Regions from separate parts of the Mus musculus genome. Here region 2 is linked to region 1. The links are chromatin contacts, called in public Hi-C maps. All regions are on one chromosome and are shown on one strand. The core of a region is the stretch at or near the end of the contact, and the rest is flanking DNA. Distances in the headings are between cores, read along the strand shown. Region 1 overlaps Tmem156 (transmembrane protein 156). Region 2 holds the start of Klhl5 (kelch-like 5).

Region 1 (5,716 bases), core at 2,013-4,512:
CCCTGACCAGTGAGCCCGAGATCTACCTGTCTCTGGCTATTCTTGAATTCAGGTCCTCCTACTTGCAAACAATCGACTGACTTAATTTGTCTTGGAAAGTGTTGGTTAAGCCCAGATCATAAGACAAAGTCAGGGTTAGAGAGAAAGGGGATGCACACAGTGGGTAGCAATGGAGGCAAAGGGTTTAGGCAGGGACCATCTGAGCAAAGATGGAGGACATGTTCGAAGCATATTTTTGCCATCCCTTTCTTTCAGAGCTAGTATAAATAGCTGTCACATAAAGACATTCAGTGAATGCCTAGAATAAATCATTCTATTCCAGCTGTGGACTCTTCACACTTATGAATTCCTTCCTGCCAAGAAAGAGCCATCCTTTGCATTTTCAGCTAGTCTATAACCAAGCAGATAGCTATAACCTTCCCTGTTTTATGAACCCAACCTGCATTTTAAGAGTCATCAATATTATGGGTAATAGTTAAGCAAGTAAAAATTAGGATTTCATGTTATCTTGCTTAGTTGCAAAACATCTGGCACCAGTCATTTATCTTCTCTTCTGCGGGAAATTGAAACCTGCATAGTCTTTATTAGCCTGGTCATAAACATGCTGGCAGCTATAACTTTACATTGCCATTAGTTTTATTTGGGGATACTATGAATTGGGCCATCCGCCTACTTTTGACATTCGCTAAGCCTCTTTCACAATAAAAGTCAATTTTCTCTTCTCTGCATTACCTTAGGACCCGCCCACGTTAACTGCAGGAAAGAAAATGCTCTCAACCAGTGCTAACCTGTCTCTTCTGAGAACTCATTGGGTCGCAGAAGCTGCTACAGCTTTTTAGAGGGAGCAGGTTTCATCTCCATTTCCAGGGTTAGATGTAAAAAGCAAGAAGAGTTTTGATATGAGCCAGCCTGATCCCCAGGTCCTCGTTCCCGTTGAAAACTGTCTTCAGACTACACTGTTTGGGCAGAATTGATTGAATGAACCCTGACTCTAGAAACTACCTATAAATCAGTAACTTCAACCAAGTATCACAAAATCCCATTGTCTTCGCTTTGTGTGCCTTCAGCGGCTTTGACCAGTAAACCAGTTACTTAAACTCTCTTAGATTCCATTTTCTCGCTAGCAGAAAAATTAAAGTAATTAAGTAAGTTGATGTGTGTCAAAGAACAGCACAGAGACCAGGACTTGATTCAACAAGGGTTTCCCTTATCCTAAGACAACCCGGAGCAGATTCTCTGTACCTGCTGGGGCCCTGTGCAGGAGGCGCCGTGCCTGAGGCACCCGTGTTTGCTGGGATCCTTGGCAGGTAGTGCTGCAGTGTTCAGTACAGAGAGTTAAAGACGGAGAGCTTTGGGTTGGGACGGTTTCACCATTGGGCAAGATATTGGAATGACACCTTCTCCCGCTCAACAGCTGGAGCGAGTGGAAACACTGATATCAGAGACCTGATGCAGGATTCCACAAAGGCTGCCCAGCACGCAAGTGGATGTCTCCCGTTCATCTCAAGAACACGGAAGGCAGTGGCTGGAGAGATGGCGCAGTGATTCAGAGTCCTTGCTACTCTGCATGTTCGTTTTCACCTTTCCCATTCTTAAGAATAAGATTTTAATTTTAAAGTTTATATTTTATTTTATTTATTTATTTATTTATTTATTTATTTATTTATTTATTTATTGAGACTGGATCTTACTATGTAGCCCCGACTTTCCTGGAACTCACTATGTAGACCAGTCTGGCCTCAGACTCACTGCGATCAGCTCGTCTCTGCCTCCCGAGTGCTGAGGTTAAAGGTGTGGGCTATTACACCAGGCAGGATTCCTGTCTTGCTCACCTCCGCTTTCCTATGCCTCTCTCTCCCTAGGGCTGTGCTGGCCTACCAAAAGCTATGCTACCATGAGGAACACAAGGATGGGTAAAAGGAAGTCATCACTCAGGTGACGATGATAACTGAGTGAATAAGAAAGTAAGAAAATTAATACCAAGAAGACAACATGATCCGCCCTGTTTCTCGGGCATGGAGGAGAATATCAGGGCCCACTTCCTCCACGCGGCTCTAACATGTATCAGGCTCAGGAAGGATCCGGTGAGCTCTCCTTGTTTCTTTTTTTGGAGGGTGGACATTTTGAGGATGGATGAGTCTCCCTACGCAGTGGGCGCCCGTGTGACAATACTAGTATTGTCGTTCATGAGCCACAGAGTCACTCTGGAGTGCGTGGCTGGCACCCACACCTGACTGTTGAATGCGGCGCACAGGCATTTGCTTTTTCCATTCCCTTTCTTTACCTCATGCTGCCGCATTACCAGAGATTCAGACCGGCAGGCTTTTCTCCCTTACCTCTCCCTGCTGCCTGTAATCCATCATTACAAAGAGCAGCCTTAAAAACAGCGCTCAGGGGAGACGTGATTTTCTTTCCATTTCTCTCAGAAAGAGCAACTTAGAATGGTGGTAGCGGTGAGGTGGTGCGGTTAGGTTAAAGGAATATAAATAAAAAGGAATCCACCTCTCTCCTTTTGAAGATGTTAAGCCTTAAAAGGATTGCTGGTCTTTTTTAAAAGGTCATCACCCTGGCTCTGCACCGAACATTAAAACGATATGCCTGGTAGTAAAGCCAGGGGCCTTTTATTGAGAACCATTGAGGGAAGGCAGACCTGAGACAGGCTTTTTTGGATGCAGGAAAGCCACGGGCTCATAAATATAACTTGTGAGGCTCATCTTGTGGCTAGCCGGGACTTAAAATTTGTGACTTCTCCAATTATATGAGGTGACAAGGGAACAACTGACTTGTTCTCAGACAAGACTGCTGTGCTCAAAATTATGGCCAGGAAACAGAAATGGCCAAGCTTCCTTAGGTAACTACAAAACTCGGCAGAGTTGGGTTAAACCATTCCTGGGGTAGAGCAGGTATACTAGATAAGCGAACCGACAGATAGACAGACGGACAAATCATCATTACCTCCCTTTAGGAATCGGTTTTTCTCCTTAAAACCATACTATGGGTTGTTTTTTAAATATGTTATTAATTAAACAAAATTTTCATGAACCACACAAAATTTCTATTAACTTGATCCATATGTAGCCGACACTAAATATTGTTTAACTAATGCTAAGTAACCATACATGGCTTAATAACTTGCTAATACCAACTAGGAAGTCTGGATTATTTAAAATTAGGTCTTTAGGCGCACACAGTCTAATTTTTCCCAGACTAAGGGTCTGGGTGACTGCTTGTTTCAGTAGCTAACAAAAGCGTTAGGCACATGATCCCCCCGGGAAAGGCTGGCTGGGTCTCTAGGTGGCTGCTGTTGCCCTGCAGTAGAAGACAGGGCGTTGTCCAGTTTCCTGTCGTTTTTTTTAAAAAAAGAGTTTACACAGCAGACCTGAAGCCTCCTTTTGTATCTTCTCACAAGTGCAAAGGAGCTGTCCACCCACTGGAGACAAAGAATATCAGTAAACATCACTCAATTCTGTGACTTTTTAAAGAGTTCAAAATATTCCTTCTTGACAGGCATATAAGCATAATCCTACTACTCGGGGGCCTGAGGCAGGAGAACTATAATTCTTGAGGGCCAGCCTGGGCTATGTAGTAAGTCCTTCTCTCTCTCTCTCTCTCTCTCTCTCTCTCTCTCTCTCTCTCTCTCTCTCCACACACACACACACACACACACACACACACACACACACAGAGGAGGGGGAGGGGGAGAGGGAGAAAGAGAGACTGGAAGAGATTAAAATGGAAACTAAACAAAAGCCAGACCGTGTAACAAACCTTTAAGCCCAGGTACTCAGGAGGCTGAGGCAGGAGGATCACAGGTATGAGGACCATCTCAGCTATAAATTAGCAATTTAATGGGATCTTGTCTCAAAATTTAGAAAGAGGGGATGGACACAGCCTCAGCTGTGTAGAGTGCTTGCCTAATATGCTCCAGGCCCTAGATTGGATTTCCAGTTTTTTAAAAATCATTTCTTTTCTGTGAAGGAAAAGGACATCCCCCTGTCCATATCATAGTCTCTCTTTATAATGTGACTTGACAGCAGGAATTCAGGAGGCCACACAGTCAGAAAGAGATGAGACTGGAGCCAGAGCATCTGTGCCCACGGCCTTCTTAGCTGCTCTAATTAGGATCCCCTTAGTCCCTCCCGGTTTCTCCGGAGAGGACAGGGGGCTTTTTAATTGAGGCTATTAGGAGTTCTCTTTATACAAAGACACCCCGTGAAGTGAAGGCTCCGGCAGAGGCTCTGCCCACTCTACAATTACTTCATGCAATTCTGAGAAATAATGGTATCTTGTCTCATTTAAAAATAAACCCCAGGCGTGTTCCCTATGGCTTTCTCTCCCCTGCCTACTCACAGGAGTTTCTTCTTGCCAATTAGGCAAACTTTCCATTATTTAGGGAGGTGGCTTTGATCATGACTGTCCCCTGATAATGAGAAATACTAAGCTGGATTCTATTTGCCCACAGTTCCTTTATTCCAGTCCCAAGGCTACTGAAAATGAACTCCGATCTTGAGCTTGCTCTGAACTGATACAGCAGCTTTGGGAATCTCCTGTCCTAGCCGTAGGCTGCCGCAGACTCACCTGGAATAACCCTCATGCTCAAAGTGCTCAGCTTCACAGAGCCACCTCCTCTTAAGAGACCAGATGTAGATTTGTACTTATGACCTGTTCCAAGAAAAGAAATTAAACATTTAGATGACAAACAAGCACATTAGCTGTGGTGGTCCATGCCTCTAATCCCAGCACTTGGGAGGCTGAGGCAGGAGGATACTGATTGAAGTCAGCCTGGACTACATAGTAAGACCCCAGTGCCCCTCCCTTACAAAATCACATTCTTGCTGTCTTCTTGGTTCTGGTTTAAAGGGTTATCAAGGAGTTCCAAAAGGGGTCTGGAGCAACAAGACACTGAAGGACTTTTACCATTAAGTCCTCTCTCATTAACAAACACGAGGGCCTGTTGGTTGCAAGTCTTTAACCTTAGCACAGCCCCGGGAGGAAGAGGCAGATATATCTCTGTGAGTTCCAGGCCAGCCAGAGCTACGTACTGAGTCCCTGTCTCAAACAAACAAACAAACAAACCACAAAACAATAACGACAACAAAAACCCACAGACTCTTTCTAAAGTGATGGTTTCTCCACTACCATAAATATCATTATGGCCCGTCTGCTCATGAAAAGTATCAACCCTTATTTATAAAATACTACTTTTATCTACGTTGATATGATATGTAGAGTATCTAGGAAACATTTCAGATTAATGTGTAATGGCATGAGTATTGTGATTTTTTTTCCATGACTTTATATGCTTAGACTTGTAAGAAAAACCTTTGAAAGCCATCAAATTTGTCATCTGGATAGGTATTTGAAAGAATTTAATGTACTGGGTAATGTAATGGGTACCGTAATGGGTAATGTCCCACTACCCATGTCTTTCTAGGCATTTTTCTACCTTGTATCTTTCTTTCTTAATTGTATTCACATAGAAAAAGAGTTCAAGAAACATAGAACTATGAAAATTATTTTCAAATAACATACACTTATTTAAAATAAAGATTTCAATGCCTATAAAATACCAAGTCTTTATACTGTAATTTTGTTAATTGTGCAGCTTTGGACGAAACCATGAACTTTTCTGAGTTTGGTCATTTTTTTCCCCTTTTCATGCACAAAACGAAAATCATAGTACTGTTTACATATTGTTCTGGTTTCATTCTGGGGC
Region 2 (5,487 bases), core at 1,268-3,767, 60 kb after region 1:
ACCACTTCTAGCTATAAAAAACAGTATTTCCTGGAATTCGAAGCACTGGCGAGTGTTCTCACATTGATTCAATTCAATTTAAAATTTCACATATATAAATTCATATTTATTAAAATTTATTTTGTGGAGAGATGGCTCACTGGTAAGAATGCTTGCTTGGTAAGCACAGGGACTTCGTTGGGATCCCCAGCAGCCATGTAAAACGCTGAGCATGACTGTAGGCGTCATACCTGGAACAGTGGCACTGGGCAGGAGGACGGGCACAGATTCCCAAGAGCTCCCTGGCCAGCCAGCTAGCTGGGTCAGTGAGAGACCCTGTCTTAATCAGTAATGGAGCATGGCAGAGAGAGACACCTGCTGTTTAGCTCTGGCCTGCACATGTGCACCACACACACACACACACACACACACACACACACACACACACACACACACACACGACACACAAATTGTTCTTTTTGTAACAGTTCATGATCCTTTCCTTTGTCAGCATATAAGTTTAAAAACATCTCTGAGAGCTCTAAGATGTCCGTGATCTCTCCTTTGCGTCCTTTGTGTAGAAGTAGTTGGCAGGGTCTTTTTGAATCTTTGCGTCCTTTGTGTAGAAGTAGTTGGCAGGGTCTTTTTGAATGAATTGAAGGTAAAGTCCGTATGCACCACTGCTGTGACATTTCCCACTGTGGCAGTGTATACTGTGCTTTGCCAAGATGTCATCTTTGGCACCTGTCCTCTCAAGGCTTACAGCACTCTCTGGTCATCCCAGATGCTGACAGCTACATCTCCAGTGTGCAGAAACTTTTGTCAGGAAGGAGATTTGCTGCCCGCATCAGGAACCACAAGCGCAGAGAAATGGAGGAGTTGTTTGTAAGTATAACCTTGAGAGAGGAGTAGGGTTGACAGCCAGGGGGACTGGAACTCAAACAGCCTTGTAGAAGAGGGCATGACATCATATGGACTCAGTGATGTAATAGTTGTCTGACATAGGTGAGAGCAGACCCAAGGGTGTCACTTCACCGCTTGCATGCTCCCACCACACTAAAGCTCCAAAGCGTCGATCTCCCAGGCACCCTACTTGGTGTCACCTTGACTTTGTGCTCAGGACGTTTTGTCTCCTTCCTTCACCTAACTTTCTCCTGTTCTTAAAGTTAAGCAGGTATGGCTAGCTGACGGAACCCCTCCTTGTCAGTGTTCCATTCCTACCCAGGCGCTAAGGGAGCTGATTGGAGGTCCCCCACAGTGCCAGTACAGAGCTCTGCGCGGCTTTTCATGCTTCTTATTCTGTTTTTTCTGAACAGTTTTTAGTTCTAGGGGCCACATGAGGTTAAGCTACAGGCCTCATGGTATTTTTGTGCCAAAAGTCTCCAAAACAGACTTTTCAGCCAATGTCAAAACAGCTTTATGTGAAATTATTTGACAGGGGGTTCAGTACTGAACATCTAAATTCTGTTCTGCACTTTAAAATCACAAATTCTTAATATTACACTATTATAATATTTTATATTTTGACTAATCAGTGCTTTTATTCACTTCAGTGACTGTATTTATTCATTCTGGAGGTTAGACATCAGTATGTGTATATTCCTGTCTTCCACCACGCCTACTAGAATACTCAAAGTAACTCTTTAGTATTTTAAATTTTAATTTTTTTCTCCTTATCAATTTGCAGTGAGCATGTCCACAGCACTGCTCTGTCTTGTTGGCCACAGAGGCCACAGTCCAGTGCTCTCTGCAGCTAAGGAATCTTAAGCCTTGAGCCCCACCATCCCTCTCCAATAGGAAATCTAGGTGTCAAACTGGAGGAAGCAGCCCTGTTTGAATTAGAGTGAGTGATATTGGTGTCAGGGTATCCCTTTTAAAGAGTTAGTACTGACATATTTTGGTCCATTGTAGTTTTCAAACTTTTTCGTCTAGTTTTTCTCATTATCCCTTGTTCAAATGAACTCTTAACCAAGGATGTCACTGTGCATCCTGGGAGGAGAGGGAGGAGACAGGAGGATAGTGGCCACCAGTCCAGAGCCCCAGCTTAGACCCTCCTCCTCATCCCCACCCAACACAGCTCAAGAATCCTCAAATCTCATTTAAAATGCTTTTTAGAAAATGTGTTCTGTGATATGAACTAAGAACTCACCTAAGAACTTGGTTTAAAAGCAGGAACCACTGCTGGTGGAAAAGTGGTTTTTAAGTACAAAGGAAAATGCTCTGCGTTAACGGCTCTTGTTTCAGCCATAAAAGAGTTAATGCACCGAGCAATAAAGGCTGCGATTTGATTCTGCAGCGGGGATAGTGCTCTCAGTCTCTGTCATTTGTGGTTCAGAGAAGGGGGTGGTGTTCTGCATTTGAAAGGACTTTAATGAATGCTGTCAGTGTTTGTGCGAGTCCAGGGTCTGGATGGGAAGGGGAGCAGGGAAAGTGCTGGGGCTGCTTCAGGATAGGTGGATCAGAGTTTGCTCCGATCGAGCGGAGTGTTCCACCGCGTTCATCTTTATTCATTACCCTTTGTTCTTCATAGTCTGATATATTGGGATGAAAGTAAATGGAGATATATATTTGAACGATTTGTTTTCTTTTAAAGCTATTTTTTGGGTACAGCAGGGAATATACTTCTCTTGTCTTGGTTGGATACACAAATCTGTGCGCCGTGTTTTTTGCCCGTTGCCTAGACGATCACTCGGTTTCTCTGAGGATGTCTGGTTCTCGCAAAGAGTTTGACGTGAAACAGATTTTGAAAATCAGGTGGAGGTGGTTTGGCCATCAAGCATCGTCTAACTCTTCCGTTGACAGCCAGCAGGGAGAATTTTGGAACCGAGGACAGACCGGAGCAAACGGTGGGAGAAAGTTTTTAGATCCGTGTAACCTACAATTGCCTTTGGCTTCCATTGGTTACCGAAGGTCCAGCCAACTGGATTTCCAGAATTCACCTTCTTGGCCAATGGCATCCACCTCAGATGTCCCTGCATTTGAGTTTACAGCAGAAGGCTGTGCTGGTGCACACTGGCTGGAGAGACCAGAAGTGGACGATGGCACTAGTGAAGAGGAAAATGAATCTGATTCCAGCTCGAGCAGGTTGATTATTCTCTTACTGTCAGAGACGGGGTGCGGGGTGTGTGCTCTATGCTAGTGGAGAATAACTGACTATTTACTAGCTTATCTCTGTGGTTGTCCGTACATCTGCTTCCCGTGAACTGCCTACATGAATGGCATCTTGGTATGGATACGTAGGTTTGCTAGGATTTGGGAAATGTCTCGTTAATTCTGTGAAATTTAAAGGCACCAAATAGCTTTCATTTTGAAATACCTTGCATTTCATGTATAGATCTGACACTGCCTTGAAAATAGTATGTAGCAGCAGTTTTATACGGTGTTGCCTGGCTGTATTCATCCGGCTTCTGTATTTACACTAAAACTATGAGACATTTCTACAGTATAAATCCTTGTGGTATTTTGGGTTATAATAGATTGTGGAGTCGTTTTAATTTGATAAAAATGAAAGGTTCTATAAAAAGAGATACACTGTAGTTCCCAATTTTTGACACCATTTTAGTTGTCAATACTGTTTTTCTGTGGTTATGTCTTTGTCCTGTGGATGTTGCAGCTCTGCAGACTAAGACAGAGAATACTAAGTAATGTATGTGTCTCTCTCAAGGATAGCACCACCGATTCCTGTTACCCCCACTTTCCACTGAAATTCACGCTGTTTAAGGAAAAGAAAGATAATCTTTTAGTAAAGTTTAAGAGAACATGGTGTCGGGAGTGCTAGATGTGGTCAGCCAGTCAAAAAGATGATAAGGAAAATGAGTTGGAAGGAATGCAATAAAGCAAAGAATTGATAATTTCATGATGATTTTGTTCCTCCTTCCTGGCACCTTCTTATCTTTAGGATGGATTTTCTTGGTCCGCTTTCCATGCTGTGTAACAAGTTAAAGTCGACTTTCTGATACATCTTCATTGTAGAATATTTCTAAATACTTAAAGACACAAACACCTACTCATTTGACATTCAATTACTTTTTGCTCTTTGAAATTAGTTTGCAGGTTTTGATTATTATAATCTCTAGGTTGGCTATTGTAAGTGTAGGTAGGCATCCTGAAGAATTCGGGTCGAATGGACTCATAGATTCAAGTGTCTCATGCTTGGAAATCCTCGCCCTTTCTCTTCCTCTAACCTTCAGAACATGGAATTCTGACCTGTGGGAGGATAGAAACATAGACTGTCATCTGTAGCCTGTATAACTGAGAGAGGGGAGAATCTTTACTTAGGTAAATAGCATATTTAATTTAAAAAAAATGTTATTACTTCATGACTTGCCTTTATTGTAAGGGAAAAGGAGCCATGAATAATTTTAATATTGAGATTAACTCAACAAACATGATCCTATTATATATTGGGACTTTTGCCATAAAGAAAACTAATTTTTAATTTTTTTTTACCAATTTCTGTGTGAAAATAAATTTTTCCATTTGAAAAATCAATATATTAAGAATATTTAAATAGTGTTAAAAAACAAAACATTCACTTCTTTACCAGCTTAGGTCATAAAACTATTAACATCTATCTACTACCCAATTATGTGATAATAACATTTATGCACATGTCTAATATAGAGAAAATTTACACATACTTCCTTATATCATAGATAGTTAACATAACCAATGAATATTAAATTTTAACCCTCTTTTGCGTGTACACTGAAATATTTTGGTGAGGTGTTAGTAATGAGAGAAAATATTTTTGTTCTGACTCAGAGATAGTTATTGTATAGTCCTCAAGAATCTTGCATTGATATTTTTACTTATAGGAATATAAAATTAAAATGCTCATCAAGGACATGGTGAACGATGGGAGTAGACATGTCACATCCTCAGAGACCTAATTAAAAAAAAAAACTATGTGTACAGTAAAACATAATATAAGTAAATCTCTGATTTGTAGATAGGAGGGGCCATTCAAGAGCTTATTCTTGATGGTTTAACATTTCAATATTATTGCAAAAAAAAAAAAGATCTATAGTTTAGTGTGTGCTTGTCCCTCACATCTCCATGTCATCCTATGTTGAATGTATCCAATCTTTATGCCTCTGTCAATCCTCTGGCTGACACTTTAACCTTTGTCACAGGGAGAAATTTGTCACCCTCAGCATTTTAAACAGCCAAAGTTCCTAAGTGAGTGTCCTTTTACTATAAGCAAATTGAAGCCCATTAATACTGTTGTCAAATCCCAGCACTTGAGAAGCAGAGGCAGGTGGATTTCTGAGTTCGAGGCCAGCCTGGTCTACAAAGTGAGTTCCAGGACAGCCAGGGCTATACAGAGAAACCCTGTCTTGAAAAAACAAAAAACAAAAAACCCCAAACAAACAAACAAACAAACAAATACTGTTGTCAAAGAAGTTACAGTGACATTTATCAGATTTGTATACATAACTTGGAACAATTCTTTTTATATATATTTGCAAATGATGAGCTAGAAACCTAAGCATGTTATAAATTAAT

The links. A called contact is a pair of places that touch in the nucleus more often than the background predicts.
Region 2: a Hi-C map of olfactory sensory neurons shows a contact between it and region 1, with 2.6 times the contacts expected there. The contact joins the promoter of Klhl5 here to the enhancer-like site in region 1. A contact is called at or near these places in 2 of 39 promoter capture datasets (the C10 cell line and macrophages), 1 of 15 datasets of contacts at CTCF or cohesin (pro-B cells), 30 of 484 Hi-C or Micro-C datasets (8-cell embryo, the Ba/F3 cell line, the C10 cell line and 23 more), 6 of 115 datasets of contacts at active chromatin or transcription factors (CD8 T cells, acute myeloid leukemia, bone marrow-derived dendritic cells and 1 more) and 3 of 9 other capture datasets (adipose tissue, liver and macrophages).

Annotation. Positions count from the first base shown.
Region 1 is chr5:65,067,664-65,073,379 of GRCm38.p6, forward strand. Tmem156 (transmembrane protein 156) reads right to left here. Exons shown (of 6, transcript NM_001370814.1): 5 at 4,579-4,662. Among named protein-coding and RNA genes, the nearest start is that of Tmem156, 21 kb to the right of the region's middle. Within about 2 kb of position 3,263, at least 9 of the 459 cell types and tissues checked have an H3K27ac peak or open chromatin away from gene starts, as enhancers often do. A contact at or near this core is called in olfactory sensory neurons, where this site is marked.
Region 2 is chr5:65,128,714-65,134,200 of GRCm38.p6, forward strand. Klhl5 (kelch-like 5) reads left to right here and starts at 2,518. Exons shown (of 11, transcript NM_175174.4): 1 at 2,518-3,063. The coding sequence starts at 2,684. LOC115490189 (a long non-coding RNA gene) reads left to right here and starts at 3,070. Exons shown (of 2, transcript XR_003955931.1): 1 at 3,070-4,257.